Linked DNA regions of Mus musculus: regions 1, 2, 3 and 5 are each linked to region 4. The links are chromatin contacts, called in public HiCAR-type and promoter capture Hi-C maps. All regions are on one chromosome and are shown on one strand. The core of a region is the stretch at or near the end of the contact, and the rest is flanking DNA. Distances in the headings are between cores, read along the strand shown. Region 1 holds the start of Krt17 (keratin 17). Region 2 holds the start of Nkiras2 (NFKB inhibitor interacting Ras-like protein 2). Region 3 holds the start of Mllt6 (myeloid/lymphoid or mixed-lineage leukemia; translocated to, 6). Region 4 holds the start of Nr1d1 (nuclear receptor subfamily 1, group D, member 1). Region 5 holds the start of Mrpl10 (mitochondrial ribosomal protein L10).

Region 1 (6,128 bases), core at 1,566-4,065, 1.5 Mb after region 4:
CAGTGTTGTTTCCACAAGGCACCTCCCACTCATCCCCCCAGATGACTGGCTAGCTAACACCAGCTCTGTTGATGCCACAGGCAATCCTGACTCTGTAGAGTCCACATAGTTTGACCAGGTAGGGCACCCCTAAGGTGACAGGTTATTGTTGGGGCTCAGGACCCTGAGGCCTGTCTGGATTGCAGCTGCTCTCACCTTGCTGAAGAACCAGTCTTCGGCATCCTTGCGGTTCTTCTCCGCCATCTTCTCGTACTGATCACGCATCTCTGACAGGATGCGGCTCAGGTCCACACCGGGAGCGGCATCCATCTCCACGTTGATTTCGCCGCCCACCTGGCCTCTCAGAGCATTCATCTCCTGTGAGAAGAGGGGATGAAGATGTGGTCCTTGGGGCCAATGTTGACCCTACAGACCTAAGCCTTCCCTAGCCCACATTTAGGTCTAAGTCCCTTCCTAAAGACCTTTGGATCTACCCAGCCTCTTCCCTCTGACCCTCCTATGATTTGTTGGTTTGTTTGTTTGCTTGTTTGTTTGCTCTGTGTGGACTCGATGCCCACCTTCACACTGTGCCTCCCTCATTACACAGAGGGTATTCCAGAGACATCTGATTCTAGTCCTTTGCCCAAAAAAACCTTCCCTTCCAATCTCCAAATGCCTTTGTGCAGTCCAAGTTTAAGAGTTGGAACTAAAACAAGCGCTTGGGCCTCTCCCTCTTCCTCTGTCACTGTGAGTGAGGCAGGGAGAGGAGGGAAGGCCTCTCTGAGGCCCAGCAGGTCCCTAAGATGCAGGGATGTGTGGAAGCTCTGGACCACAGGAATGAAGACTCTAAAGAAAAAGGGCAGCCCTATGGGATGACTAAACTCAACAAGCCCTCTCGCCCACGCCCTCCACTGCAGGTAACCCCAGGGCTCTGCCACCCACTCCTCATCTTCTTTGACCTGCTGACCCTGACTCCTCACCTCCTCGTGGTTCTTCTTCAGGTAGGCCAGCTCCTCCTTGAGATTCTCAATCTGCATCTCCAGGTCGGCTCTGGCCAGGGTCAGCTCATCCAGCACCCGGCGCAGGCCATTGATGTCGGCCTCCACGCTCATGCGCAGAGCCTGCTCTGTCTCAAACCTGCAATGAAAAACCAGAGACCTCAGGCCAGGATGCTCTAACAACATAGGTCTCTGTCCTGGTGTCATCTCTGCCTTCCCTTTGCCAAAGCCAGAACAACTGAGAGAGGATCAGAGGGTGGGATGGAAGCAAGTTGCAACCCTAACCCCAGGGACAACCACAAGACAAGACCCCATGCCCACTGGCTTCCTGACTCCTCCTCTGCTTCCCCCTCCCCCAGCTACCTTCAGAAGAGGCTGTCTTTGCTCATCCAACTAACGGCTCAGCTCATAACTCCCAGGCCCTCTCCCCTGTCCTCTGAGAAGTCATAGGGTAAGGGAAGCTGCCCCAGAATCCCCCTCAGCTTGTAACCCTCTGGGACTCACTTGGTACGGAAGTCATCGGCTGCCAGACGAGCATTGTCAATCTGGAGCAGGATGCTGGCATTGTCCACGGTGGCCACAAGGATCTGGAGAGATGACAAAGCAATAGGTCATTGAGTTTAGCATGGGTCAACCCAGGTCCACGTTCTGAGCCAGGCTTCCTGGCTGGAGGCTGGGATTCACTGCTTTCAGAGAAAACCCCTTTTCCTGCCAGCCACTCCCTACGCAGTGTTGCCCTTGTTGGCAGAGATGGACTGATGGGAGGGAGTCCAATGAGATGAAGCTTAGTGCTGTCTGCTCATGCCGACCCTCCTGGTGCCAGTCTCAGCCTGAGGGCTGAAGAGGCCTCAAGCTGGAAGGTGGAAGGAGTTAGATAATGTTGGAATATCCTTAGGGACAAAAGGAAATGCCAAGGAAGCCAGAAAAGAAAAGTCCCCAGAGCCTTCCCACAGGAGTCCACTGCCCTACCCCTCTCCTGCTTCCTCTCTTAGCATTGCTGTGGGGCACACTCTCAGAACCCAACCCCCAAGCCCCTTCTTCCTGGGACACTCACAAATCTAGCTCCACTCTACGGAACCAGCCCTCCACCTAGATCATGATTCCACCTCCTAGACCATGATGTCTCACAGTCTAGGCATCAATGACACGAAGACTGCTCCAGGAGGAAACAGACACTCAAAGGAGCCTCACAATGCCAGCTTGTTCCTGGCCCAGCCAGTTGCCCCTTCAAAGGGAAATGGGTCAAACTAGAACCTAGAGACCCTGTGGCAGCCCCAGTTGACTCCAGGCCTTGATGAGGGCAGGAGGTGGGTGGTTTATGCCCCTCCCGCCAGCAATCCTACCTTGTTCTTCAGATCCTCAATGGTATGGTAATAAGCGCTGTAGTCTCTGGCTGGCCCCGGGGCCTGCTTCTGGTACCAATCTCGGATCTTCACCTCCAGCTCAGTGTTGGCCTCTTCCAGGGCACGCACCTTGTCCAGGTAGGAGGCCAGGCGGTCATTGAGGTTCTGCATGGTGGCCTTCTCCCCTCCAGCCAGCAGCCCATCGACACCCCCAAAGTTGCCTCCATAACCACTGCCAGTGCCAAAGCTGTAGCAGCTGGAATAACTGTTGCTCCCAAGAGCACTACCCAGGCCACTAGCTGACCCCAGCCTGCAGGAGCCTGCACCCAGGCTGCCAGACAGTCGGCAGGAGGTCCGAGATGAACCTCCACCCAGGCCAGAGGAGCCCTTGATAGAGCTGGAGGAGGTAAACTGGCGGATGGTGGTGGTCATGGTGGCAGCGGGCAACGGATGTGGAGCTGGAGGGCTTGGGAGGAAGAGAGGCGCCAAGATGCGTGCTGCGCTGGGGCTCGCCTGCTTCCTTTATAGGGCAGCCAGTGGGCGTAGCGATTACAACAGGCTCTCCGCTGTTTCCATTCCCCTGGGCTTTCATCACCCCTGGACACCCGCCAGCTCCCAGGTGGCTATGGGCCCCCTCCCCTCCCACCTCTGGGCTCTGCTTCATTTCACCAAACCCTGTCCTGGGTATCATGGTCGTGTGTGTGTGTGTGTGTGTGTGTGTGTGTGTGTGTGTGTGTGTGCATGTGCGTGTGTCGGTCTGTCTGTCTCTGGTCTCAAGCCTGTCACCTGTGATTCAGGCAGGCCCTCCAGCTACGCTTTCCCATGACCTAATACGGACAAGAAGAGCTGGCGACATCACCTCTACCCAGCCCTCCCAGGCAGCTGCCACCCCAGTTTGATGGGAAATGAGGTAGGGAGTTAGGCACCCCACACACCTGAGGTGTCTTTCCTTCCCATCGTGCCACTACCCGCGTGTGAAAAGCCTGGATCTGGGGATTGGGGAAATCAGAAAGACCAAGTACACATCCTGACTTGAGAACTAGGTCTATACCCGCCAGGCCCACCACACAACACAGAAACTACCTCAAGCCTCCAATTGCCAACCTGGGCAGGAAATCAGAGCTTAGCAAAGAATGTGATGTCCAAACAGGCCCAGTTCACTCAAGCCGTGGGCTGGCATAGCACATCCTTTTGCTCGTCACTAGCTGCATCACCCCTGACCCAGGAATCACCCCTCTGAGCAGTCCCAACACCCAGGGATAAGGCCCATTCTTGCCAGTTTTCTGAAACTGTCCCCATCCCTGAGTCCCTTAGGAAGCCCAGACTTCCCTTTTAGATTTTTCTCTACTTCCTTCCTACAGTACAGCTTCCAGGACCAGGTGGGCAGACACGAGCTCAGCTAAAGTTCCAGGGAAAACAGAGCTATGCATAGGAGACTCCCTTATGAAAGGGAGTCTGTAGGGACCATGAATGAGTTGTTTCCTTTCACGTTCCTTACCCTTTTCTGTATCCTGATAGACCTAAGAGGATAGAACAGCTCAGGTCCCAACCAGAGGGAAGCAAAAAAAGATATCGCTTAACACTCTTACCCCACCCCATTCATGCCAGGTTCCCCAAGACAAAGACCACAGCATGATTCCCCAGGGTGGGCCACAGGCCCCACCCCCTAGCTCCACCTAGCCCCACCCACTATCCTAAGCCCAGCCCTCAGTCCCAGGGTCCTGGGAGGCCTGCTGGGCGGAATGAGGTCTTGTTTCAGACTGCCAATGGGTTCCTCCTCCCAGACAGGTCTAGACAGCCCCCATCGGCAGCTGGGAGAGGTTTCCCCAATAGCCCAGGCGCTGCCAAGCCACCAAAGCAAACAGGATGCCCCCCACACTCACAAACACCGCTGCCGCCGCCCCACCCCACACACACACACCCCCAGGGAGCCAGGTAGAGCCGGTCTAGCTTCTTGGGCTGAGACTACCAGGCTGCCACCCCCTCATCCATCAAGGTCCTCGACCACTCCAAGAAAGTTAGTTGCCTTTCCCAGTCAGACCCCTGTCCCTTTGTTTTAATACAGGTGTTCTCTAACAGGTGTGGTACCCAGAAAGCCTGCAGGCCCTCCCAGGGACCAGCAAGCAGGAGCCAGCCCCAGAGGCAGATTCTTAGAAAACAGGATGCTCCCCACCTCCACCCTCAATCCTTCCATCTCCTCCCCGTCTTAACTTCCAAAACAACCCAAGCCTGCATGGAGTGGGCAGAACAAGCAGGCAGGTGACAAGCGATACCAGACGCTTAGGTGAACCCTCCCCAGCTGCTGAGCCCACGCTGCCTGAGCCAATGACAGGACAAATGATGAATTCAAGGATCAGACTTCTTCAAAGCTTTATTAGCAATTTCTGGGGTCAACCCAAGGGGCCTCTCTGTAAGGGGCAGCACAAAGCAAACACAGAAGGCAACAGCTAGCTCATAGGAGTTCAGGCTTGGCAGTAGATGCAGGGAGCTGCAGCCTAAGGTCCTGGGCCTGGGCTATCATACGCAGACAGGGGCCTCAGTGGGTGGAGCGGTGCACCTGCTCTCTGGAGGAGACCACCTTACCATCCTGGACTTCCTCCACAATGGTGCGCACCTGGCGGCTGGTCACCATGCCTACAGATGACAAAGGAGGGGTCACAGAGAGGCTCAGGCAGGAGCCCCCCTGCAACCCACCAGCTAGGCTGTAGCACCGCTAATCTCCCCCGATGTCCTATACACAGGACAGGATTAGACTCTTACCTTCTCGGGAGGGCTGCGAAGCCAGGGATGAGGAGTATTGAGTAGCCAGGCTGCGGGGAGAAGGGGACCTGTCAGCCCAGAGGTGCCACAAGCAAGGAGACCCTGGGAGCACGTCTGGGAAGGATAAACAGCTGAAGAGGCCCCAAAAGAGTAAGAGAGATCCCACAACTTGGATAATCACAGCTAGGAGTTCACAGAGGACAGCACAAGCCAAGGATCAGATCCCATAGGCTCCTCAAACCAGGAAGGAAAAAAGAAATAGCCAAGGGCATTTGTGACTGTGTTGTGGGCTACTGAAGCAGGATTTACAAGGAGACACTGCACAAGTGGGTTTTCCATATCCTGAAGGGCCCAATAAGACTCCTTTCTTTAAAGCAAGAGACACTGGTTTGACTGTAGACAAAATTCACCATTATTGGAAAGCAAAATCTAGAATTGTGGCTAAGCATGGAGACCCCAGAACACCCTTGGCTTCCCATGGAGACCCCAAGACACTCTTGGCTCCCCATGGACTTTTTTAAGCATTTCCAATTCCAAATCAAAGTATCATTTGCCCTGCACCTTGCCTTGACCTGGCTAATGATGTCACCGGTCACACTAGATCAGTCATCCAAACCAGAAACCCAGGGTCATTGTTACCCACTCCTTTGCATATTCCCTCAGCATTTATTGCATAGCAACTGTGAGCCATGCTCTCTCTCTCTCTCTCTCTCTCTCTCTCTCTCTCTCTCTCTCTCTCTCTCGTACGCACACACGCACACACGCACTCAAACACACACAGACATGGGCATCTCATCCTGCTGTTTTTAAGAAGACCTCTCTTCTGTCTACACAACCCCACCCCTGGCTCTGGAGATTCTGTCAGCCGGCCAGATTCCCTGTTCCACAGCCTCCTCTGCCCATCCACTTCCACGCTGGCCCGCGTTTCCCTCCATAGCCAAAGCAAATAGTCCCCAAAGATCTAGATGACCATCTCTCTGCCTCATGTTACTCCATGGCTCCCCATGGCCCACAAGATCTAGTCTATGTGCTTCAGATGGTACCCATG
Region 2 (5,907 bases), core at 2,340-4,839, 1.8 Mb after region 4:
TCAGAGGGATCTCGGTCGACTCCAGCTCAGATGGGGGCGGGGGGTGTCTGCAGGAGAGCCATCGTCTCTGCATCTGGGGGCTGCCTCGCTGGCGGGTCCACCTGCCCCAAGCCACGAGCTGCAAGCTCGTCTCCTCCATGACTCTACCACCCGGTTGGTTACCTCTTGGCGTCTTCGTCCTCCAGCAGTTCAGGCTCGGTCGCCGCCATTACCACATCGCACTCCGCGGTAGCCGCCATCTTACCGCCGGGACCAGAGAGCCGGGTGGGAGGCAGACGGTGTAGAGCACTTCCGGTCGGAGCATCGAGCCGCTCGGCGGCGCCGCGCCCAGAGGGACTCCCTCGAGCCCGTCTACCAACGAGAGGCTCCGCTTGGGGCCAGAGCGGCCTTCCATCCCTGGAGGTCCACGGTGGTCTCCGCGCTGGGGCGGGGGCCCAGGGACGGTTCCTGTGCGTAGGGGGCGCCACTTTACCCGTGAATAGGAGGAGGGTACAGAAGGAGGTTGCCTCTCTGGGCCTAAGCTTGCCTCAGTATCCCTACAGCCCGGTTGCCATAACAACTAGCAATCCTAGAGAGCCTCCGGTAACGCTTGGGAGTCCCTGGTGGGTGGAGACGGGGTCCCCAAGACACTTGAGGAAGAAAAGCCCCCCCCAAGACTACCTTCCTGACTTTGCAGTGTGTCCACAGCTTCCTCCCTGGAAAGGCATGAAGAGCTACTTTGAGCCCAATCCCCAGCTTCATCAGTTCCTGGAAGCCCTGCCCAACCAAGCGAGGGGAACGCAGGGCGTCTTCACCCTGCTCCTTTCATCCTCCACGGATCTCTAAGCACCAACTGGTTCATCACCCCAATGACGCGGACCCTTTTATGAGGCTGCTTTCATGTCAGCCGCTTGGGAGTGCCATCTCAGCGTTAAGCCTAGAAAGGATGACATGGCGCGCCAGCCCCTGCCCCGGAGTTTATAAGGCAGCTCATGGGGTGAGGTCCCTTTTCCTCAGTGTCCCCTGTACTCCTACTTCTCATAAACTCTACCCAGCACGCTTGTCTGGCCAGATGTTGTCTGGATTGGGAAGACAGCATAATTATCTTTGTAGTACCACTACCACACACAACAGTGTTGGATTAAATTGAGGCCCTCTGAGGTTAAATGTGGGGAGGAGACGACCTTGAAATTGTAATTTAAAGCCAAAAGGAACGAAAATAAGACAATGGAATTTAAATTTCCCTTAAGGAAAGTGTGTGTCAAAGTCCCTAACCTTATTTGTAGGTCCTTATCATTACTGACGGAGTGGAAACTACCTGGGCCACTGGATAGAGAATGATAGCTGGACCTCAGTGAATTGAAATGCTGTGACCCTTTAATATGGTTCCTCCTGTCATGGTGATCCCCAGCCGTAAAATTATTTTTTGTTGCTACTTTGTAGCTATAAATTTTCTACTCTTATGAATTGTAATGTAAATATTTTTGGAGATAGAGGTTTGCCAAAAAAAGTCATGACCCACACAGGTTGAGAACCACTGCCTTAATTAACGAATTTAATTTTTCACCCATTTTTCAACAACGGGGGGGGGGGAAACAATTTTTTTCTTCCTTCCTGAATTTCTTATGTTAGATTTCTTCTGTTCATCTGTTCAACATGAAACCTGGGGTAAATCACACAGACCCACTGCCCTTAGCTTGAAACCTTGTCATCAATGCTTTTTGTCCCCACACCACACATCCCCCAAGTCTTTTCATCCCAAACTCTTAAACAATAAACTTAGAGACTGCAAATAGTCTCCTAACTGATCCTCAGTTTCATCTTTGCCAAGCCTTGGCTCTTCCGAGAGAATGACCTTTCTTGCAAAAGTGGATGGAGTGTGTCATTTCCCTGTAATAAACTTACCAATGGCGTGCTATTGTGGTGTTTGGTCCCTGGCCTCCCACACATCTTCATTATTTGGCTAGTCTCTGCAATCAATACTGAGCCCCTAGGGATTCCTGGCTCCAAAACTGTCATGAACCTTGTTGTATTTCCTCTGTGTAATAGCTAGCCCTGCTTGTCAACCTGACCGAATCTGGAATGAACTACAATCCAGAAATGCAGGGCACACCTGTGATCCAGATCTTGAGGTTGGAACACAGGTTTCTAACCTGGATCTTGACATGGAGATCTTGAGGAATAGTGACCAGGAAAAGCTTAAACCCAGGTAAGGTAGTTACATGCATTTAATCCCAGGAGATGGAGGCAAGCAGATCTCAGTGTAAGGTCAGCCTGCAACAAAGCAAGTTCCAGATCCAGACCTGGTGGCACACACCTTTAATCTGGGACACACCTTCTGCTAGAGGCCTTCATAAGGACGTTGGAAGAAGAGCGATTCACTCTTCTTTGCTTGCTTGCACTTACTTGCCAGCACATCTGTTGGAACCTACTACTTCAGGATTCCAGCTTAGGCAGAAGACCAGCTGAAACAACGAGCCTCGTGGGACTGAGAGAACTACTAGATTCTTGAACTTCTCATTCACAGCTGCCCACTATTGGGTTAGTTAGAATACAGACTGTAAGTAATTACAGTAAATCACCTTAATTTATAGAGACATTCCATAAGTTGTGTGACTCTAGAGAACCCAGACTGATACAAGAAATGTCATGGTTCTTGTATTTCCTCTGCTTCAGAAATCTCTGTGCTATTCGGCCCTTCAAACATGAACACAGACACCCCCCTTTCCTCCCTCCTCTTTGGTACCTGTCACCTCTAAGTTAAATGCCCCTCTGCCATGCCCATAGCACCCCACTTCAATAACAGCATTCATCATGGTTGGTTTTAATTGTTACTTTGGCTGGCTAATTATTCTAGACAATGAATTTATGGTTCAATCATTCTAACTTGTAGCTTTTCCTTTGTATATGGCCCTACTTAAGGCACAAACAAGACAAAGTAGGTGCTGGGGTGTTTGGTTTCTTTGTCTGTTTGTTTTTGAGACAGGGTCTCTGTATAGACTATGTTGTCTTCAGAAAATCTCCCTACTTCACCCTCCCAAGTGCTGGGATTCAAATGTGAGCCTCCATTCTAAGTTCAAAAAAATTGCATGGTTAGTTGAGCGTGGTGGCATGTGCCTTTAATCTCAGCGCTCGGGAGGCAGAGGCAGGTGGATCTCTGTGAGTTCAAAGCCATCATGGTCTACAGAGTGATTTCAAGGCCAGCCAAAGCTACACAGAGGAACCCTGTCTTGAAAATCAAAAGAAAAAAATTGAGGCTCAAAGAGCATTTGCCTAGTATGTGCACGATCCTGGGTTCCATTCATAGCATAGCATAGCCAAGAAAAGAAAAAGAAAACTTGTCGCATAGATGATAGAACGAAACGTCACTGGTCACTGTCTTTTAGAGAGAGAACATTTTAGTGTCAGAGCCTGGAACATCGGCTTAATAACCAGACACAAGTTCTGGTGGGTATTTCCCCGCCGGCCTCTGGGGGCGCTGTGCGATCCGCGCTCACTTTACGCCGCCGGAAGTTGTCTTGAAGGCTGGCCGTTGCGGGGCGGGACCTCTGGGTCAGTCCTTCCACCCAGAGGAAGAGGGCCGTCTTTACGGTCGAGCTGCCCCTCCCATGGTCCGGCCCACTCCGGGGGGCACCTCAGCGGGAGTGCTGCGGGGACCCGGGAGGTATGGAGCTGGGAGGCAGGGCTCAGCGCGGCCTCTGTCTCGGATTCACTTTGGTTGTCCTGTGATTGCCTCTGAGATTCTGAGGGGTGCCCTTCAGGGGTACTCTGTGGCGGCGGCCTCTGGCAGCCTCTCGAGTGTCGCTTACTAAAAGGCTCACACCACGGGGTGGAGATGAGCGACAGGAAACTCTCCTGGAGAGGTTTCTGCTTGGGACCCCTTTGAGGCTTACCTCTGGATCTCTGCTTTCTGGGGGGAGGAGGAAGGGGCGATTACTGGCGCTCCCCGGGTGCCTGTGTCAGGAAGTTTCCCTTTAGAAGGACCTCTCTCTGCAGTCTCAAGAGAGTTTATAAATCTGAGCTTTCTCTGTGCCTGTCAGTTCAAGGGATGTAAAAGCCATCTTTCGGAAGCACTTTTCTCTTTATTCTGTTTCTTGTCAGATCTTTATTTTACCGGTGGATTCAACTGGGAATGGTTAAATGGAATTTATTGCCATCCAAATTAGTCATTCAAGAAAGCAAGTTATGCCGGGCAGTGGTGGTTGCACGCCTTTAATCCCAGTACTTAGGAGGCAGAGACAGTCAGATTTCTGAGTTCGAGGCCAGCCTGGTCTACAAAGTGAGTTCCAGGACAGCCAGGGCTATACAGAGAAACCCCGCCCCCCCCCCCCCGAAAGAAAGAAAGAAAGTTTTTCTCCATATTTGCACACTCTCCCTGAGGAAAAGATGTCAAGAAGAATCTAAAATCCCTGCTTCTTTCTTCACGGAAGTCATGGTTAAAAGGAGAAAACAGCCTGGTGTGCATATGCCTCAACTATTTCATCAGCTGGGAGCCAGCTTGGGGTACATGAGACCCTGTCTCAAAACAACCCCCTCCCCCCAAAATCAAACAAAAAGAACAGGAGTATTTGTGGAACTTCCTTCAGTATTTGGTGCCCTATCTTGTGCACAGGAACAAACCCGGCCAGCTGTTTTTGTCACCCCACTCTCTAAGCCCCTCCCTTTGTGGTGCCATTAACCCCACCCTGGCTGTGTGCCAAATCCTGGCCACTCATGGGATAAGGAGGTTAATTACAGCTCACTGCTCAGTAGTTCGGTAAACATCAGGGTGGTGCTAACTCCCTGATGCTCCCTGGCCTGCTGTTTGGATTCTGTCTTCCCTCACCACACGGCTTCTGTCCTTTTAGGTTGAAAGCTAAGCATGGGGAAGAGCTGCAAGGTGGTCGTGTGCGGCCAGGCATCTGTGGGCAAAACTTCAATCCTTGAGCAGCTTCTGTACGGGAACCATGTCGTGGGTGAGTGTTGCTGGGCCCGGGAGACTGGCAGAAGACCTTGAGTGAAGGATCTGGTCACATCCTGAATCCAAAAGCTAAAAAGGACACCAGCTGCTTTCACACCCTCCCAATTAGGGCTGGAGGCAGGGCTGACTGTCAGAGCCCTGGTCTAACATGTACTAGTCCTTGGGTTTGAACCCCACAATGGAGGGGGAAAATAAAACATTGTACCACCCAAGTTCTATGACATTGTACAAATCTAGAAGGAAGAAACCCAAAGCCAAGATAGGAAGAAGCCCATTCCCACCCCACAGCACTTGGCCAGAGGTGGATGTAGGGTGTCTGCTTCTATTACTGCCCGCCTTGTTGTTATCGTCTTTGAGAGGGCCTCACTGTACGGCCCAGGTTGGCCAGGAACTCTCACAGATCAACCTGTCTCTGCCCCTGCCTCCCCTCCTCCAAGAGCTTCAATTCAAGGTGTGTGTCTCCACACCCAGTTCTGTGTTGCCCTTTTGCTTGGTGTGATAAAGACATGACACTCGGTCTCACTCTCAAGTCTGGTCTCTCCCGAGCCCCCATATTCCTTATGCCCTGTGTCTGGTCGGCTTGTTAGGCTATCTACCTTGCTCCCATCTCCCATCTCTCTTGACTCATTTTAACCCAGGTTCTGAGATGATCGAGACCCAGGAGGACATCTATGTAGGCTCCATCGAGACAGACCGAGGGGTGCGGGAGCAGGTGCGTTTCTATGATACACGGGGTCTCCGGGATGGGGCCGAGCTGCCCAAGCACTGCTTCTCCTGCACCGATGGCTACGTCCTGGTCTACAGCACAGACAGCCGAGAGTCGTTCCAGCGCGTCGAGCTGCTCAAGAAGGAGATCGACAAGTCCAAGGACAAGAAGGAGGTACATGTCCTAGACTTCTGCTGGGAGCCCAGTGGTAGGAGAGCATGAGCGTGGGTCCTCGGTATGCTTTCGGGTGTATACTGGCTGG
Region 3 (5,396 bases), core at 1,440-3,939, 1.1 Mb before region 4:
AAATCAGTGATAAGTCATGCTACGGAGAGCACTATAAACTTCAACCACTTGTTGGTTGAGACCCGCTCCTTGTTTTCTGGGCATATGCGCGAAGTGGATGCTCAAGAAAAGATTGGAAGCAGGCGAATGAGCCTGACAGCTCAGCCACCGGTACCCACTGCTAATCCAGCCTGGTCTCCAGAGGGTTCCCCAGGATTAGAGGGAGAGCCCTTGCAATAGAACGTTGGAGAAGAGGCGGCAGCTCACTTCTTCACAAGCTGGAGACACTGTAGCAGAGCCTTAGAAGAAGGCAAGACTTTGTTTAAATCTTGCCTCTGTAGCTTTCAAGCTGTGTGCCTTTGAGCAAGTCATCTACCCCATGGCAACCCCAATCACTCCAGCCAGAAAATGGAGGACGTTTCCACCCTTTTTAAATGACCTTAAGGGAGAGTTAGGTCAAATTCACCGAATTAAACCAATTTAGTGAAACGTGCACCAGCCGTCCGTCCCAAAAGCTTTGGGTACATGTTGGACACGGGCTTGACTTAAAACAGGCTTTCTGTTCCGAAGCCACCAATTCTTGGGCACAGGGACCAAGGGGTTGTGACCCTCGTCCAAGGGAACCCCAAACTGGCCACTTTGACAATAAGGGTTTCAGATGCAAATACTCCCCAACATTGTGAAACTGCCACAGAGTTAGTTAGGACAGACATTTCCACGGCTTTCTTGTAGTTTTACTCTTGGTGGTAAAAGTCATTCGTTAGAAACTCCCAAGTAAGGTTCCTCTTCTGAGTATTAACTTTTCGTATGAGCACACTTCACAGAATAAAAAATCGTCATAGCCGAGATCCCGGCCTTCGACCTGTCCTGATTCAGAAGTCGTAAAACAGACTACCGCAAGTTTACTTTTCTAGACACAGTGTCTTCGTTCCCTCAGCCTCCGTGATTCCCAGGGTCCAAACTGAGCAGATTTGAGGGCTCCAGCCCAGAACTCAGCTTCACAGACCTCCCCAAACTCCCGCCTCGCCAGGATTAAGGGAGTAAATCCCTGACGCCACAGACCAGGTCAAGGACAAGTTCTCCCCCTCCTTGCTTCCCCCCTCCTGGGCGGGGACTCATCTCCCCCCCCTTCCGGGATGAAAGGTACTAAAGAAACGCGGAGGCTCTGGCCCCTTGATGTTCCGGTTGAACAGGTGCTAGTGAAAAGGAGGCGGGCCCGGCGGAAGAGTCGGCCAGGGGGGCAGTGCGCCGAAGGGGGAGCGGCCCCCTCCACCCTCAATCCCCCAGCCCGCCATCTCCTCTCCGAGCCCTCTGCCCCTCCCCCCCAGGAAGCGTTCCCGGCCTAGAGGTCTTTGAAGTGTGGATGAAGCCCCCAGGGCTGCCTTCTCCCCTCTGCCACCCAACCTCCCGCTGAGGGGGTATTTGACCTTTGGTCCCTGTGGGGGCGCCGTCTTTCCCCTTGCAAAGAAAAAAGGGGAATCAGATCTCGTCTTTGGGCTTATACCAGTCTGGGGGAAGTCTTGGGTCGCTTTCCATCAAACCCTAGACCCAATTTCGGGGACTTTAATCCTTCGTGGTGCGTTTTTGTACGCTACTGTGATTCTATACCTGCCCAGAAGTCAAGGCGTGATTCTGTTGGCAAGCACTTCCGAGGCAGCTTTACTCACTTTAAAACGCAAGGCACGCCCTGAGGCTAGGGGTGGAGTTACGACTTAGAACAGAGATCTTGAATTAAGGTGGGGTACCTCATTGTACCCCTAAGGTGCCTAGAGACCTTGACATTGAAGACTTCAAAGGGAAGTTCCTGGAGGGCAGGAATACCTCTACTCTGGCGCGCAGCCGACTCTAGCATTCAACAAATTTTTGTGCGGGGCGTGGTGGTGCACGCCTTTACTCTAGCACTTTGGTGGCAGAGGCAGAATTGGGAGTTCAAGGTCATCCTTCACTAAGTGGTGAGTTCGAGGCTAACCGGAGCTACTGGTGATCCTGTCTCAAACTAACAAAAAAGATTTGTAAAGTAAGTAAAAGTTTACACGTGGCATTGTCTACCCTCCAGAGTGACCTCCAGGGACAGCACCCATGAGCTGCCATCCAGAGACACCATTCCCATTCCAAGAACAAGCACGGGTAAATGGTTTAACATCGCTCCAGTTCTTTTTAAGAGCCCTGGTTTTTTTCATCTTCCCTAGATTTCCCTAGGGTTGAAGAACACCCAGAGAAGGGGGATGGGAGACCGGAGACCCAAAGTGTGACACGGAGGGGAGGACTCGGGAACTACCCACCTAGAGTCATAAAGGGAAAAAGAAAAGACGGGGAAAGCTGCACTGAGCGCACGAGCGAAAAGCTCCCTACCAAGCCAGGCTTTGTTCCCTGAACCTAAGACTTTACCCGGCGGCGGGCGGGCCGGGAGCGAGCGAGCGAGCGGAGGCGCGCGGCCATGGCTGCCGCGGCCGGGCAGGGGGGCCGGGGGGGCGGCGCGTGAGCGGGCGGCGCGGGGCGGGCGGGCGCCCGCGATGTGCCACTCGGCGCCTCCCCCGCCGGGCCCTGCTTGCACCGCGGCCGGGCGGCTCTGGTAGCCGGCGAGCGGCGCGGAAGGGGAGCGCGGCGCGCGAGTCTCATTGTTGGGGGGGGGGGGCCCGTCGGGGCATGAGGGCGAGAGCACGGCGGGGGGGGCGGCCAGACAGAGCGAGCGAGGAGGAGGAGGAGGACGCCGAGGAGGAGGAAGGAGGAGGCAAAGAAAAGAAGCGGCGGCGGCGGCGGCGGAGGAGGGGGCGAGGAGGCGCGCGGCCCCCGCTCCCTCCCTCCCCCCCTGACCCCCGACCCCCGCCGGCCGGCCCCCAGCCCCAGCCCCGGAGGGAGCTCATGGGAGTATGAAGGAGATGGTAGGAGGCTGCTGCGTATGTTCGGACGAGAGGGGCTGGGCCGAAAACCCGCTGGTCTACTGCGATGGGCACGCGTGCAGCGTGGCCGTCCACCAAGGTAAGGGGAGGGGGGAGACGGCCGGCGGGGGGGGGGGAGCTGCGGGACCCCGGGGCGGCGCGCGCACGGGGTGCCCTCGGCCGCGCCCTCCGGAGCCCTCCTGGGGCGCCTGCCCCTCCCCCACCCACCTGAAGCGAAAGGCGGCGTGGGCTCCCCCCCATCCCCAGCCTGGTCCTCCAGGACCGGGTCAGGCATTGTTTTCTTGCCTATTGTTCAGTCCCGCGCCCCCCACCCCAAGTTGAAGGAGTTTTGGGGAGAGTCCAGGGCGCAAGGAGTGAACTCCCTGAGCCCCGCACCGCCGGTGTCAGGGCTGTCCCGGGAATGTTTACCTGCGAGGTAACCCCCCCTCCCGCCCGGTTTATTTTGGTTCCCGCTCCGGGAGGAAGAGGTCAAGGGGGGGTCATCCCCCTTCGCTTCCGGATACTGGGAGGAGCGGAATTGGGAAGGGAGGAGAAGGGTCCCACGGGAGAAGGGATCCTGAAACCCTCCGGGGAAGAGCTGAGGCTGGGAGAGCGGTTTTACAGGGGGCCGGAATGGAGGAGAGAGAGGTTTGGAGTTTCCCCCTGCCGCCGCACATGGTTCGGGAGTTAACTCCTTAAGGAATCTTGCCGAGGGCGCAGGCTGGCATCTCCGCCTGTCTGGCACAGGCAACCACCACCACCCCCCTTCCCAAGACAACCCTTAATGCTGTGGCTGCGGGCCTTTCCCGCCACTCTCCTCTGGGTACCTGCCCCGCACCTGCCCTCTGTTTTCACTTTTGACCTGTACGTGTGACAGAGGCAGAAGATGAGGTCCTTGAACCCCCGACTTCCTTGGCTTATCCCTTACTGGCCCTTTAAGAAGCACCCCCCCTCCCCTCATAACAACAAAACGTGTTACAATCATGACTATTTCTTGTTCTGGTGCCTAGGGGACTGGTCAGGGCAGAGGCGGCGGGGGGGGGGGGGGGGGAGGGGGAGGAATTCAGGTCCAGAAAAAAGGGAGAGGGGTGGGATGAGAATGGAGGATCTTTGGAAGTTTAAGGTCAAGGACTCTGTCAGACTTTTTGCCCCTGTTTGAAATGCTTGGTTGTGTGATTGAAGGCTGGCTCTATGCGGTTGGACATTTCTTGTAGTCCTGTTCCATTGAGTGATCCCGGGTCTGGGGAGCAGCCCCACCTACTGGGCTGGCTTTAGTAGGCTGGGTCTCTTCCCTGCCTGCCCCCAGTTACTCTGTGGGGGGGGGAACCATTGGCTGATGGCTTTGCTCAGTGAGTCTCCTTCCCCCACCCTTAGCTTGCTATGGCATCGTCCAGGTGCCAACAGGACCCTGGTTCTGCAGGAAATGTGAATCTCAGGAGCGTGCAGCCAGGGTGGTGAGTCCAGCCCCTCTCCCTTTCCTCTCCCCTACACCTGAGCATCTCCTGCAGGTTAATAGGGTACCCTGAGGCTGGGGCAGGACTAAGCTCTGTCACTCAGGATTTCCTGTTTGCTGCTGCCTATCACCAGCCCCATCTCTCCCTCAGCTCTGCACTCAGCTCTGCCCCGCCTCACCTCCGGCTTGGGGGCTTTGATTTTTTTGGGGGGGGTGTCTATGTGCTGCTTTGTAACTTTTTACTATGAAAGGTTTTCAAGGCTATGGAAGTTGAGGGGCCGCTGTAGTGACCAGCAGGTTCTCCTTATTCAGCCTTCAGCAGTTAGGAGCCTCTTTGCTCTACAGCCTCAGCCCCCACCCAGATCTTATGTTATCTTCGGGCCTTTTGGATGAGTTCAGGGAGGGCCCAGCTCAGCAGATCCCCCCAATCCCTGTGCTCCTTGCATTGGCAGAGGTGTGAGCTGTGCCCGCACAAAGATGGGGCATTGAAGAGGACTGACAATGGAGGTGAGGGGAACCCTGAACGCCTGCTGAGGTCAGCCAGGCCCCCCAGCAGGTGTGGGGTGGAGGCTGGCTTTCCCTGCTCCTGTTGGTACAGGAAGGTTGTAGACGCAGGGGACAGTCTACAGCTTGGTGTTGGGAGGCGTGGGGTCTTGTGTTGCCGTCCTGCTGAGGCCAGTCCCCACACTGCCCCAGGCTGGGCCCATGTGGTGTGCGCCCTCTACATCCCGGAGGTGCAGTTCGCCAACGTGCTCACGATGGAGCCCATCGTTCTGCAGTACGTGCCTCATGATCGCTTCAACAAGGTTAGCGGCCCTCACTCCTCCCTTTCCTGGTAGCAATCCTGGGTGCCACCGTTGCGCTCCGAGCTCCCTCGGTAGCACAGCCAGAGGGTTGCTCATAGGTCACATTTTATTAAGTTTATAACACATGACAGGCACAGTACAGCAGGTACCTAGTGCTTGCCGTTAATCAAGACAGAAGTGTAAACAGGCTTTGAGATAGAGGATACCCTGTGAGGCTTGCTTGGGTATCTGGTGGTCATGGAAGGAGACATTTAGGTTGGGATCTGGGGCATGAGAAAG
Region 4 (6,158 bases), core at 1,579-4,078:
CACTAGTTCTACACTGAGACCTTTCCAGTGATGGACCCTGCAGCGTGATGGGTAGCTAGCCTAGTGCGAGGAAAATGGAGGTGTACAAACGTAAAACGGTCACACCTTGCTTTCAAACCCAAAGACATATTCTCATAGAGTACTGCAGGGAAGGACTCTCTGTTCAGCCTGGCTCTGGCCTCTGAGAGATGAGTCACAAGAGACTTAGAAATGTGACAGATAAGACTCAGATGAGTTGCAGGAGATGAAAGGGAGAAACAAAGTATCCATTCTAGGGATTTAGGAATTCCCCTTCCTTCTCAGCCCGGTGGTAACTTTAGCTCTATAGCCACTCAGCCAGCGGCTCTGTCCCTCTGGTTACATTGCGGGCCAGGTGATTCGGCTCCTGTGGTATGCACAGAAGAGAAGGGCCACTTGTCTGCCACACCTCTGCCAAGTACTTAGCCTGGCCGGCCATGGGTGGAGTGGGGAAAGGGGAGGATCCTCAGACACGTGTGTGAGGTGACACATGCCATGCCACCGAGTCGACAGAAGCACATGTCTTGCTCACCCACTGACACACACTAAACCAGGCAGGGCAACCTTAAAATAGCTCAAGGTTGGTCAGGGTGAACCCTGCCTGTAAAATAAGTCACAGAATGGTTACCCGGCTATGGTTTCACGGCTGGGTTGGAGGATGGGTTATTTATGTGGACCTAAATGAACTTGACCTAGTTAATCCTGAAAGAGGGCATGAGAAAGTCACTAAAAAAAAAAGTCTTCCAACTTTGAAGTGATGGGCAATGCTCAAAAGACCCTAGCTCTCCATCTAGATGTGTATTGCTACCGATTAGCTTTCCAATATAGAGGAAATCAACTCTTGTCTCTTGGTCTCAGTTTTCCTTTCTATGAGTGGGGGGAAAAAACCCTGGGCGACGACACAAAGTAGTACGTTGTCAACCTTGATTCTAAGGTATTCCTGTTTGGGGGGGAGAAGACATTCATGGCATGCAAAGTCATACTCGGAGAACAGTAAACTTTGGAACATGGAAAAGTGAGTCTGAATGCAGAAAATGAATGTAGGCATGATTAGAATAAAGGGGTATAAGAATAATCTGGTGTGAGGTTTAGCTGGGACGTATAAACTTGAGGCCAAACAAGTCAGGGGTGCCCCCATATTACTCAAGTCTCGGTCATAGAGGGTAAGGGCCAGGCAGTCTGAGAGGAAAAGAAGCCAGGCGGGGGCGGTGAGTCAGCCCAGCTTCACCCAGATCTAGGCGGAGAAGGGCGGGGCGGGAGCCTGGCCCTCAGCTGGCCTCACGTCCCCACTCCACGTGTGCCCCTCGCACGTGGCACCCCAACGAGGAACCCCGGAACTCGAAGCACCGCCTTCTCCGCTTCCCTTCTGTCGCAAGGAAAACCCCGCCCTCGCCCCGCCCCTCCCGGGCGTCCTGGGTCGTAGGCTGGCCCTAAAACCAAGCTGGGCCGGGACAACTGAGGGGAGGAGAGAAGGCGACAAGCGTTGCTCCGGCAACTTGAGGGGCGGAGCTCATTATGTAACGAGGCCGGGAGGCAATGACCAATGAGATGGCGGCCACGGCTTCTACTGAATGAAAACAAATGCAGCACGTGGGCCCGGCTCTGCAGCCATGTGAGCCCTCCCCAGGCTAAGTCGCTGTGGGTGCCCTGCCTGGAGATGAGTCCCAAGCACCCGACTCCTCAAATGAAGCTCCCCACTGCCGCTGAGGATTCCCCTGTGAACTCTGACCCAGTCACGCAAACCCACCAGCCCGGATCGCCCCACTTCCCAAGACTACCTGGAAGTAGGCTAGAACTGTAGAAAAGGGAAAAGAGACAGGCATACTATAGCTGCAAGGAGTGGGCAAATGGGGACGTGTCCAGAGACTGCTTCAAAATGCTGAGTCTCCCTAAACTCTTCCACTCGCCACTGGTATCCACCCTCCATTTCATCCGTTCTCGGACTGAGGGGAACTCAGGGGGTGCTAGTGATGCGTTTTAGGCACATTCCCAGCCGTAATAACCCTCTTTAGAAATCTTACCTAGTGGCTTTCATCTTAGCACAGTAACAAACACCAGCCAGAGGGAATCCCCAATCCCTTACAAAGTTCCTCTCATAAGCCTTGGATGGAAATGGAGACAGTGACAGAGCAAAGATAAGAATCTCAGTACCTGTGTTGTTATTGGAGTCCAGGGTCGTCATGTCTTCACCAGCTGAAAGCGGTCATTCAAACTGGACCTTGACACAAACTGGAGGTTGTGATGGCCTCTCTCGCCCCCTGGGCAATGGCTGAGGGAGACGAGTGAGCCCCGCAGTTCGCAATCAGGATTCCAGGCACTGAGCAGTAAGGTCTTGGGGTGGCTATACTGCAGCCCTCCAGAAGGGTAGGACGCTGAGGCACCTGAGATCTGATTTGCATGGGAAGAGCAGAGAGTGTGTGTGTGAAGAATCAGCCTGCAGCAGTTCTGGCTATAAGGTAGCAAGGAGAGTCGGGTCTCTGCAGTGCACCGGATGCCACTCCTGAAGGCTCCGCAGTGAAGCAGGGTAATGAATCTGGAGCTCCGGGTGCAAAAGTCCCAAAGGAAGAGAAGCTGCAACCAGGAAGTAAGTAGGTGATGGAGAAATGAGGCACCAGGACGCAAAGAGAGACGTGTGCCCTGCTACGTTTCCTCAGCAGTAATATTTCACTCTGCCAATCTCAACCGCCTTTTGCCCGAGCCTTTCCCTGGGACAGAGGGCTCTGCGCAGGCGCCAGCAGCCCAGGGTTCCCGGGCCGCACGCGGCACTGGAGCAGGTACCATGTGATTCCAGGGAGCGCCTCGTGCCCCAGTGACACACTTTTCCAGCAGCCGGCACGTTGAGATCTGTGCGCCTGCGCACCGCCAGGATTGTTGGGATTTGTAGTCTACTGACAATGTAGGTGGAGTGTGCCTATTCCTTTTCTGCTTTGCAAAAGTGCTTGCTGGCAGCGGGGAGGAGCTGAAAGTGGACTGGGGTGGGGTTTTCTGAAGAGTCAGGGTGGCGTGTTTGGAAAGCCTTGTATGGCAAGGGCATGTGAATTCCTGGGGAGGGCCTGGCAAGCTTTACTGCTCCGTGGAAGATCAAAGCTAAAAGGCCCTTTCTGCAAACCTAGCAAACGTGAGAGCTTCACGTGATTGGAGAACTGACCTCACCCTGAGGTTAGTGGTGACTAGGGGGAGAAAGACAAGCTGGGAGGAGAGATTTCCCTTAAATCAAGAACTTAAGCATCTTTTGCTATGGTGACAAGGTGGGCGACAAGCAGTGTAAATAAAACCCCTTTCTCTTCTTCACCCTAACCCCAGCCCCCACGGGTAGGACTGGCATAGCACGGGGATATCCCTAGGGACTCCCTGTTTGCTTATATGACACCACACTGCCCACTCAAGTGACTTTGGGGTGAGTCATTTCCCTTTGTCTGGGAAATAAAAAGGAGAACAAAGGGAAAGTGCTCTGAGGTCCTCATAGAGAGAGGGGGGTCTGCTCTCTGCAGGGCTTCATGATAGCAGAAGAAGCCCACAGTTTAGGGAGAACATGAGGATCATTTAACTCCCACCCCTCAACTCCCCGAATTGGCAGGGTGTAGTGGCTCGTGCCTGCAATCACCGTCCTTGAGAGGCTGAGGTAGGAGGACTGTCGTGAATTTGAAGCTGACTTGAGCTGCAAAGCAAGCTCCTACTAAGCGAGGAGGGAGTGAGGATCTTCCCTCCTCTTACTGAAGAAGAAAAGGGACCGCCATCTCAGGGACTGGCTCAAGGTCAGGCATTCACTGCTTATTTCTTGTGACCGTCCCGTCCCTGAGATGGCGGATAAATGAGCACATGAAGCACTTAGCATCTCTCTCAGAGCAGCAGTCATCTCAGGAGTGAGAAACACAGAGGCCTGGGGGAAGGGGTCTGTTCTCTGGGGCTTGGGTTGTAAAGAGAGATGGACACGTATCTTCAAGCAGTCGAGTAAGCCCCAGCCACCCTGCTCCTATCTCCAAGTCCTCTGTAATCTCTACACTTGGGGATGGAGGGGGGGTGCTTTTTTTTTTTTTTTTTTAACCTTAAGTCTTTCTCTACTTGCACTTAGGAAGCTCCAGAGAGTTCTGGGAATCCTGGGAAGCAAGCTACCTTGGAGTCAGAGAAAAGCATACGGGGAAACTGAGCCAGGAGGACCACTTTGAGCTCAGTGATTTGAGACTTAAACAACATGAGACCCTCAAAGCTGGAATTAGGGGTACCAAGGAGAAAGAAAGCTGAATGTTAAGGTCAATGATCTTGACCGGGTTAACCACTGATCATCTGAAGGTTAGACTTTAGCCCTGTTCCCTCGTGCCTAACGGGCTTGGAAAAGAGGGGGAGCAAGCATTTCTCCCGCTGCCCTGGCCCTTAGGTCCAGAGCTAGGAAGCTGCTGCAGAGCACCATGGGAGGAACTGGGAGGAGCTAAGACAAACAAGGCCAGAGGCTTTTCAGGAAAACTTGGTTTTGAAGTCAGCCTCCGCTCCCTCTCCCTCCTCCCAGCCAACTGTGTGGAGGGAGAGCTGGGAGGTAAGCTGCTCTGTCCCTGGCTGCCTGCTCTTTGAGACCTTTGATTGGCTCAGAGCCAGGCAACCCCCACCCCACCCCACCCACCTGGGTATCTGAGGACTGCTCAAAATCCAAAATCGGTCCCTTGGTGCTGTCTAGACGTTCCACCCCGCCTAGTCCCAGTACTACCTCTCAATATCGCTCACTCCCCTGCTTTCTTTAGTTGCTCTGGGTCCCCCCAAGGCCCTCAGCACTGTTTGCAACTGTGGTGGTCCTGCCCACGTCCTCTTGCTGAGAAAGTTTTCATATCAGGGAAGGGCCAGAGATCAAGACTCCCTCCTGGAGTTCACAGCTAGTGAGAAGAGGGAACTAGAGCCCAGAAATTCATCCAGCCTGACCCTGCTCTTGGCAATGAGCAAGGTTGTTTTGTAGTCTGTGTGAGGTATGAAGCCAGAAGCTGGGAGGAAGGGAAGGAGGGGCCTTTACATTGAACTCCTGTTTCCTCTCCACTTTATATAGGGCTCCTTCTTTTCTCCCTGGCAAAGAGCGCTTTTTTTTTTTTTTTTTTTTTTTTTTGAGACAGGGTCTACTTCTGTTGTCTGGCCTTGCATTTTTAATCTTCCTGCTTTCTGCCATCCAAGTGTCCAAGTGCTGGGGTTACAGATGTGTTACCTATACACCCAGTCAAAGAAGTGTCTTTGGAGACTCCATTTGAAGTAGGTATACCCATATGAGCTCACTCACTTCCCACTCTGTGGTATGTGTGTGTGTGTGTGTGTGTGTTTTCTCCAGGGAATAAAATGAAAAGTAGAGCTTTTCCTTAACTCTAAAAAATTCTAATCTGTAAACTGTATTCCTTTCTCTATCAGGAGCTTCTGGAAGAACAGCAGAGAAACCAGGGAACCAGGGCCACCAAAGAAATGTGTCAAAGGGTGGTGGGGACAAGACTGGATGTGTGACCTCTCTTTGCCCTAAACCTTGGCTTGAGACAACAGGTGTAGGAGTTAGGGAGCTGGCTCAGCAGTTAAGAGCAATGGCTGCTCTTGCAGAGGATCAATTTCCAGCACCCACATGGCAGCTCACAACCATCTGTAACTCTAGCTCCAGACAATCTGGTATAGTTTTCTGGCCTCTGTGGGCACCAGAGACACACATACACAAGGACAAAATACCCATAGACATAAAGGAAAAATTAAGTTAAATAAAAATAAAACAAGACATACCTTATAGCCAGTAGGATGGTGGCTGATCATGCCTCTAAGCCAAGAAACCGAGAAGCTGAGGCAAGGGGATTACTATGAGTTCAAAGTGAGCCTGGGCTACTTAAAGTTCCAGGCCACTGATTCTTGGTGACAGCATGAGACTTGTCTCAATCAATCAATCAATCAATCAATTCATCAAAGATCTCTACTACAGCAACCACACAACATCCTTCCCCTCCCACCAGCCAGCCAGACATTCTAGCTTAACACACACACACACACACACACACACACACACACACACACACACGTACACACACGTACACACACGTACACACACGTACACACACGTACACACACACGTACACAAACTCATAGAGACACACATAGACACATATATACACACATATACAAACACACAGACACAC
Region 5 (5,534 bases), core at 1,838-4,337, 1.7 Mb before region 4:
TGACTGTCCTGGAACTCACAGAGATCTGCCTTGCCTCTGCCTCCAAAGTGTTGAAATTAAATGTGTGTGCCACCAACACCCAGCCAGAAATTAGTGTTTCAATTCAGGAGAATTCCTGATCCACTTGGGAATGTTCTCCTGGCCAAAACACCAGAAACGCAAGGATGAGCTGTTCAGCTGTTTTCAGATTAGACAAACTAGGTTCACAGCAGGGAAAGGACAGGAAGCATGAGTGTGTGTGCGTGTGCGCGTGTGCTGGGGGTGGGGGAGACTTTACCGATTGCAGGTAGAGGCTGTGAATATTCCGGAGTTTCTCTAAATTCCCGATACAAGTAATCCCTTCCCCGTCCAGGCGGACAGTCTCCAGTTCACCGAGAGTGTGAAACCTAGAGGAGAGTAAACAGGGTTCACACCTGTGGTCTTCAATAGATGATGGGAGGGAGGGAAGAGGAGACGTGTCTCACTCAAGGAAAGGAAGAGGGTAAGGGCTGAGTGGCTTTGAGATGTCAAGGACAGCTTCGTGACACCAGTCTAAGTCATGAGACTGGCTGGTCTCAGACACGTGGCTCTCCAGTGGTGGCGCGGAGAAAGCCAAGCACAAGCTGACAGGGGCCTTCTGGAAAGCTGCTAGGTGGCTGTCCATGCTTCCTGGAGATTCGGAACAAGAGCAGCTTTCCTAGGATGGTGGCGGCAAGGCTGGGGTGAGGATAGATGCAGAAAGACTCATGTCTCCTGGCAGAACCTTTCTCCCTTTCTAATGGCTATGGAAAGAAATCACTTGTTCTATCCTTATGCTCATTATTTCCAAATTTACTGAGTGTCCTCGGGAAAAATGACGTAGGCCCTCGGCCATCGTTATTAGGGAGTCCAACAAGATAACTATGACAGGTGGATGCCAGAGGCACAAAAGTGGGTACATGGACCATGTACCAACTCCACACTGGGGGCGTCAGGAACGTCCTAGAAGAGGTGACCAATGCATAGGCAGTGAGAGGCGGAAGGGGGAGGGGGACAATGCCGTGCATGCATGTGCTAATCCAGCTTGTCTTGAATTTGCATATGCCTGCGAATCCTTTGGGTACTGTAAGATGTGGATTCTAATTCAGTAGGTTTGAGCGGGTGTCCTTCTTTCTTTCTGGTAAAGGCAAAGAGCTTCGTGTAACCCTGGGTGGCCTCAGACTTTCTGTGTAGCGGTGGGGAATGAGCTTGAACTTCAGATCTTCCTGCCACGACCTCTTGAGGGCCAGGATTATACCACAGCCAGGTTATTGTGGTTGTTAGCGTGTGTTAGTTAGGTTATGTGGTTGTGTCCAGTGAGCTATATCCCCAGTGGAAATTCATTTCTAACAAGGCAAGCTCTCAGGCGATGCCAAGCAAGACTATGCATGGTATGAGTGCTGGAGAGAGGGCTCAGAGGCTGAGAGCATCACTGGCTGCTCTTCCAGAGGTCCTGAGTTCAATTCTCAGCAACCACATGGTGGCTCATAACTATCTTTGATGGGATCTAGTGCCCTCTTCTGACATGGAGGCTGGAATGAATTGTACACATAATAAAAAAAAAGAATGTTAAAAAAAAAAAAAGAAGCCGGGCATGGTGGTGCATGCCTTTAATCCCAGCACTCGGGAGGCAGAGGCAGGCGGATTTCTGAGTTCGAGGCCAGCCTGGTCTACAAAGTGAGTTCCAGGACAGCCAGGGATACACAGAGAAACCCTGTCTCGGAAAAAAAACAAAAACAAAAAACAACCAAAGAAAAAAAAAAGAAAGAAAAGAAAGAAAAGAAAAAAAGAACATGGTATGAGGAATTGCACACTTGCAGAATGTAGCTGTAAATAAGGTTGGTTAATGCTATTTGGATTTTACTCTGGCTGTAGTAGGTTGTTGAGGAAGTTTCTACCAGGGAGTAATTAGATTTATCATTTATAACAATCAATGGTGTAACAGCAGTATGGGAAGGCCAGACTGGGAACTGGGCGGAGAATTTTGAAGTTTGCTAAGAGGTGAGGTAGTGACCTCCAAGGCAGCTGAGGATGTATGAAAAAAATCGTCTTCAAGAAGTAAAAACCGCTGGGTGGTGGTGGCGCACGCCTTTAATCCCAGCACTTGTGAGGCATTGGCAGGTGGATTACTGATTTCCAGGACAGCCTGGTCTACAGAGTGAGTTCCAGGACAGCCAGGGCTACACAGAGAAACCCTGTCCCGAAAAAAACAAAACAAAACAAAACAAAAAAAAAAGTAAAAAAACCAACCGGAAAGTAATACTGATTAGTAAGTGGAGTAAGTAAGGAGAGAAAGTTTCAAAGTCAGTACAGCTCAGCAACCTGGACGTCACTGTTCCCGCCTTCTATCACCCCTTTCTCTCCTGTCCACTCACATCTTTTCTGACAGGTCTTCATCTCCAGGGAAGGTCAGGTTCCGCTTGGTGATAAGGGCTTCAGTAATGTGGACACCTTCCTCGGTTCTCTGGGCAGCTTTCTTAGCTGGGGAAAGATGAGCCTTTTGTCGCCTTGGGTTCATTTTTTTTTTTTTTTTTTTTTTTTTTTGGAAACCCGACCGACCTCACTGTTGCCCAACTGTTCTGTCAACTCACCTTCCTGCTCGTCTCCTGGCATGATCTAAAATAAACAGCGGCTGCTTGAGGCAGGTAGATGGACGAAGGCGAGCAGAGAAGCTTAGACGGTTGGGCTGGTTGAACCCAGGTTGGAGGGAAGACTGAGGAGACAAGGGCAGGGGGTTCTGAGAATTATTGGGGGTGCGGTGGAAAATAGGAGTAAATGGGAACGAAGGATCTGGAGTTAGAGGTGTGTAGCGTGGCTTTACTGGCCTTAAACTGAAAGGACCAGAAGGAATAGAAAGAACCGTTCCTTGAGGTCTCGCGTCGTTGCTAGGAGACTGGACGCCAGGTCTGACGGAACGGGGGGAGGGGGGGAAGAGGAGAAAGAGGCCCAGCTCCACGCATGCGCATAGCGGCCCTATCAGGCGCCACGCCCACTATTTCCGGGCCCGGGTTTTTGTTTTTTTTTTTTTTTTTTTTTTTTTTTTACTGCTGCCCCACAATCCTTAGCTACTTCCGTCTCCGCGCAGCGCGCATGGGAACTTCCTGTAGCGATGGCTGCGGCGGTGGCCGGGATCCTCCGTGGAGGTCTCCCGCCCCGGGCGGGTAAGGAGTGGCCCAGGGCCTCCCTGCACGCAGGATGGCGCTCTCTAGCCCTCGCCACCCTCCTTTCCTTCTGACCTTTCCCGTAATCTCTGACCGTCGACAGCTCTAGGAGACCCTGCCACTAGCCGGATCTCTGATTTGACTGGGTCATTACCTGCCGGTGACATCCCTTCCACAGCCCCTCCCCCCAAGCCGGGAATCACAGGACCTCGCTTTGGATTTTTCTAACCCTTCGCTCAGTTCTTACTCCTGGTCCCGGAGAGTCCTTTCCAGAAAATTTATGTATTCCTTCTTAAGGTCTTAGCCCAAACACAGATTCAAGTCTTCTCTCAACTACCCTCTCTCCATAAAGAGCAGGTTCTTTGGTGAAATTTACTTTTATCAATTCAGTCTAGTTTTGTTTATGCACGTGTCTCGTCTGATCTGTTAAACTTCACTGTGTCCATCTCAGCTGTGGTGTCTGCTGTTAATAGGCATCAGGCATTTAATGGGTAAATTTGACACCATACTGTAGGATTGTACTCATTGCTTCAAAGCAAAGGCACCTTGGGAGGAAGGCATTATTTTTATTTTTTAAAGAAGTATTTACTTTCTGTAAGTGAGTACACTGTTGCTGTCTTCAGACACATCAGAAGAGGGCATCAAATCTCATTACAGATGGTTGTGAGCCACCATGCGGTTGCTGGGAATTGAACTCGGGACCTCTGGAAGAGCAGTCAGTGCTCTTAACCGCTGAGCCATCTCTCCAGCCCCATCTCATCCCAAAGGCACTCGTAACAGCTCTTGTGGCCCTTAACCATAAAACCTCTCACCCTGGCAATCCTCTATATTACCTGGAGTCTTCTAGCTGATCTTTTCCCTACAAAACGACGCTATTGGTCTTTATGTTAGGGTTGAAAGAGTCACGTTGGCTCAGAGCTTTGAAGAATGTCCTTGGGTGCAGAGGGGACCTTCCAAGCTTTTCCTATTATCATCATTTTGTGCTATTGGGCACAAAAAGGTCAGAAGGCAGCTTGCGTGCCTCTTTTTCTTTTCTCCATCATAGGGGGATTCCAAGGGTTGTGTTTAGGTTGTCAGAGTTGGTGGGAAGTGCATTTATTGCACTGGATTAGTCGTCTCGCAGGCCTTAGTTTTGCAGTTTGAGTCAGGGTCTCATTAGTGAGGCTGATCTTGAACTCGGATTTCAGGTATTCACCATCTGACCTGAAGAAAGACTCCTTTGGGCGAATTGTGAGGTTGTTGTGTTTTTACCCCCTACTTGCTTCAAGTCATAGGAGCCTCAGAGCCGTGGGATGAAGCCATCATTAGCACGGGAAGAGTTTATTAAAATACAACTTTTTGGACCCCACCACCGAGTTTCAAATTTTATAGGTTTAGGGCAGGCAGGAAAGTATGTGCACTCCCACACAAAGCAGATGTTGGTGTCTTGATGGAGGTCTTTGTGCTTCAAGAACTGCTGCTTTGAGTGAGGACTGGCATGGTTGGTCATGGTGGTGTTCTTTCATTTGCTCTGTTTTTCTTGCTTGCTAGGGATGGAACCTCGGGCTGGGCAGGTAGACCAGTTCTGTACCTCTGAGTTGCAGTCCCAGCCCGGATGACTGTTTTATGAATAGTTTTACTGGAGCACGGTCTCTTTGCTTTACATATTGTTTGTGGCTGCACTGGTTTCTGGTTGGTTAGTTGATTTTTTATGTCTTAGTACCCCCAGCCAGCCTGAGCCTGGAACTGAGAGATGCCTCTATCGCCGAAGCCCTACGAGTGAAGATGTGCACTGCCATGCCCAGCTTGTTTCTTCATTTTAAAGAATACTATCCCACAGTGTAGCACTGACTGGCATAGAACTCAATGTGTAGACTACTCTGGCCTTAAACGTGGGGCAGCCCTCCTGTTTTCTGAGTGCTAATTTATATGCATGTTCCACCATACCTAGGATATTATTATTACTAATTTATTTTGTGTGTTTTGATTGCACATATAAGGTATATTACATTTCTGCCTGGTGCCTGCAAGTGTCAAAAGAGGGCTTTAGCTCCTCTGGAACTGAAGTGACAGACAGGTGGATGTGAGTCATCATGTGGGTGCTGAGAAGTGAACCCAGGTTCTCTGTCAGTCAAAAAGTGCACTTAACCACAGAGCCATCTCTCCAGCTCCAGCCACGTCCAGGCTTTTATGGCTGCTTTTAGCAGGGTTGACTGACAAACTATATGAACCCCCAAACTTAAAATATTTATTATTTGGCCATTTAAGGAAAGCGTTTTCTCAATCATCTCCTCATATGCTTTGATTATTAATTTAGGCTCTGCTTTGCTTTTTGAGGTGGTCTTGTACCTGGGACTGTTGTCTTACTAATGGCAATTCTGCCTTAGCCTCCTGAGT

What was found. Promoter capture Hi-C pulls out the DNA fragments that hold promoters and counts their contacts. HiCAR-type assays count read pairs that join an accessible place to other places.
Region 1: a contact with region 4 is called in a promoter capture Hi-C map of embryonic stem cells, with 4 times the contacts expected there. The contact joins the promoter of Krt17 here to the promoter of Nr1d1 in region 4. A contact is called at or near these places in 1 of 39 promoter capture datasets (embryonic stem cells) and 1 of 115 datasets of contacts at active chromatin or transcription factors (embryonic stem cells).
Region 2: a HiCAR-type map of astrocytes shows a contact between it and region 4, with 4 times the contacts expected there. The contact joins the promoter of Nkiras2 here to the promoter of Nr1d1 in region 4. A contact is called at or near these places in 2 of 39 promoter capture datasets (cranial neural crest and hippocampal neurons) and 1 of 115 datasets of contacts at active chromatin or transcription factors (astrocytes).
Region 3: a promoter capture Hi-C map of cranial neural crest shows a contact between it and region 4. The contact joins the promoter of Mllt6 here to the promoter of Nr1d1 in region 4. A contact is called at or near these places in 1 of 39 promoter capture datasets (cranial neural crest) and 1 of 115 datasets of contacts at active chromatin or transcription factors (pancreatic cancer cells).
Region 5: a promoter capture Hi-C map of pre-B cells shows a contact between it and region 4, with 2.4 times the contacts expected there. The contact joins the promoter of Mrpl10 here to the promoter of Nr1d1 in region 4. A contact is called at or near these places in 2 of 39 promoter capture datasets (liver and pre-B cells).

What each region holds. Positions count from the first base shown.
Region 1 is chr11:100,258,214-100,264,341 of GRCm38.p6, forward strand. Krt17 (keratin 17) reads right to left here and starts at 2,816. Exons shown (of 8, transcript NM_010663.3): 1 at 2,321-2,816; 2 at 1,482-1,564; 3 at 960-1,116; 4 at 196-357. The coding sequence starts at 2,752. It overlaps Krt42 (keratin 42), which reads right to left. Exons shown (of 8, transcript NM_212483.3): 7 at 5,081-5,130; 8 at 4,669-4,954. The coding sequence ends at 4,857.
Region 2 is chr11:100,619,366-100,625,272 of GRCm38.p6, forward strand. Nkiras2 (NFKB inhibitor interacting Ras-like protein 2) reads left to right here and starts at 3,590. Exons shown (of 4, transcript NM_028024.2): 1 at 3,590-3,643; 2 at 4,827-4,934; 3 at 5,578-5,819. The coding sequence starts at 4,841. Dnajc7 (DnaJ heat shock protein family (Hsp40) member C7) reads right to left here and starts at 262. Exons shown (of 14, transcript NM_019795.5): 1 at 163-262. The coding sequence starts at 239.
Region 3 is chr11:97,660,723-97,666,118 of GRCm38.p6, forward strand. Mllt6 (myeloid/lymphoid or mixed-lineage leukemia; translocated to, 6) reads left to right here and starts at 2,690. Exons shown (of 20, transcript NM_139311.2): 1 at 2,690-2,958; 2 at 4,233-4,312; 3 at 4,764-4,818; 4 at 5,008-5,117. The coding sequence starts at 2,850.
Region 4 is chr11:98,772,549-98,778,706 of GRCm38.p6, forward strand. It overlaps Nr1d1 (nuclear receptor subfamily 1, group D, member 1), which reads right to left and starts at 2,829. Exons shown (of 8, transcript NM_145434.4): 1 at 2,170-2,829. The coding sequence starts at 2,200. It overlaps Gm31862 (a long non-coding RNA gene), which reads left to right and starts at 2,863. Exons shown (of 4, transcript XR_880204.3): 1 at 2,863-3,266; 2 at 4,091-4,549; 3 at 5,170-5,244; 4 at 5,398-6,158.
Region 5 is chr11:97,038,495-97,044,028 of GRCm38.p6, forward strand. Mrpl10 (mitochondrial ribosomal protein L10) reads left to right here and starts at 3,088. Exons shown (of 5, transcript NM_026154.3): 1 at 3,088-3,158. The coding sequence starts at 3,107. It overlaps Lrrc46 (leucine rich repeat containing 46), which reads right to left and starts at 2,875. Exons shown (of 8, transcript NM_027026.2): 1 at 2,589-2,875; 2 at 2,373-2,478; 3 at 278-386. The coding sequence starts at 2,610.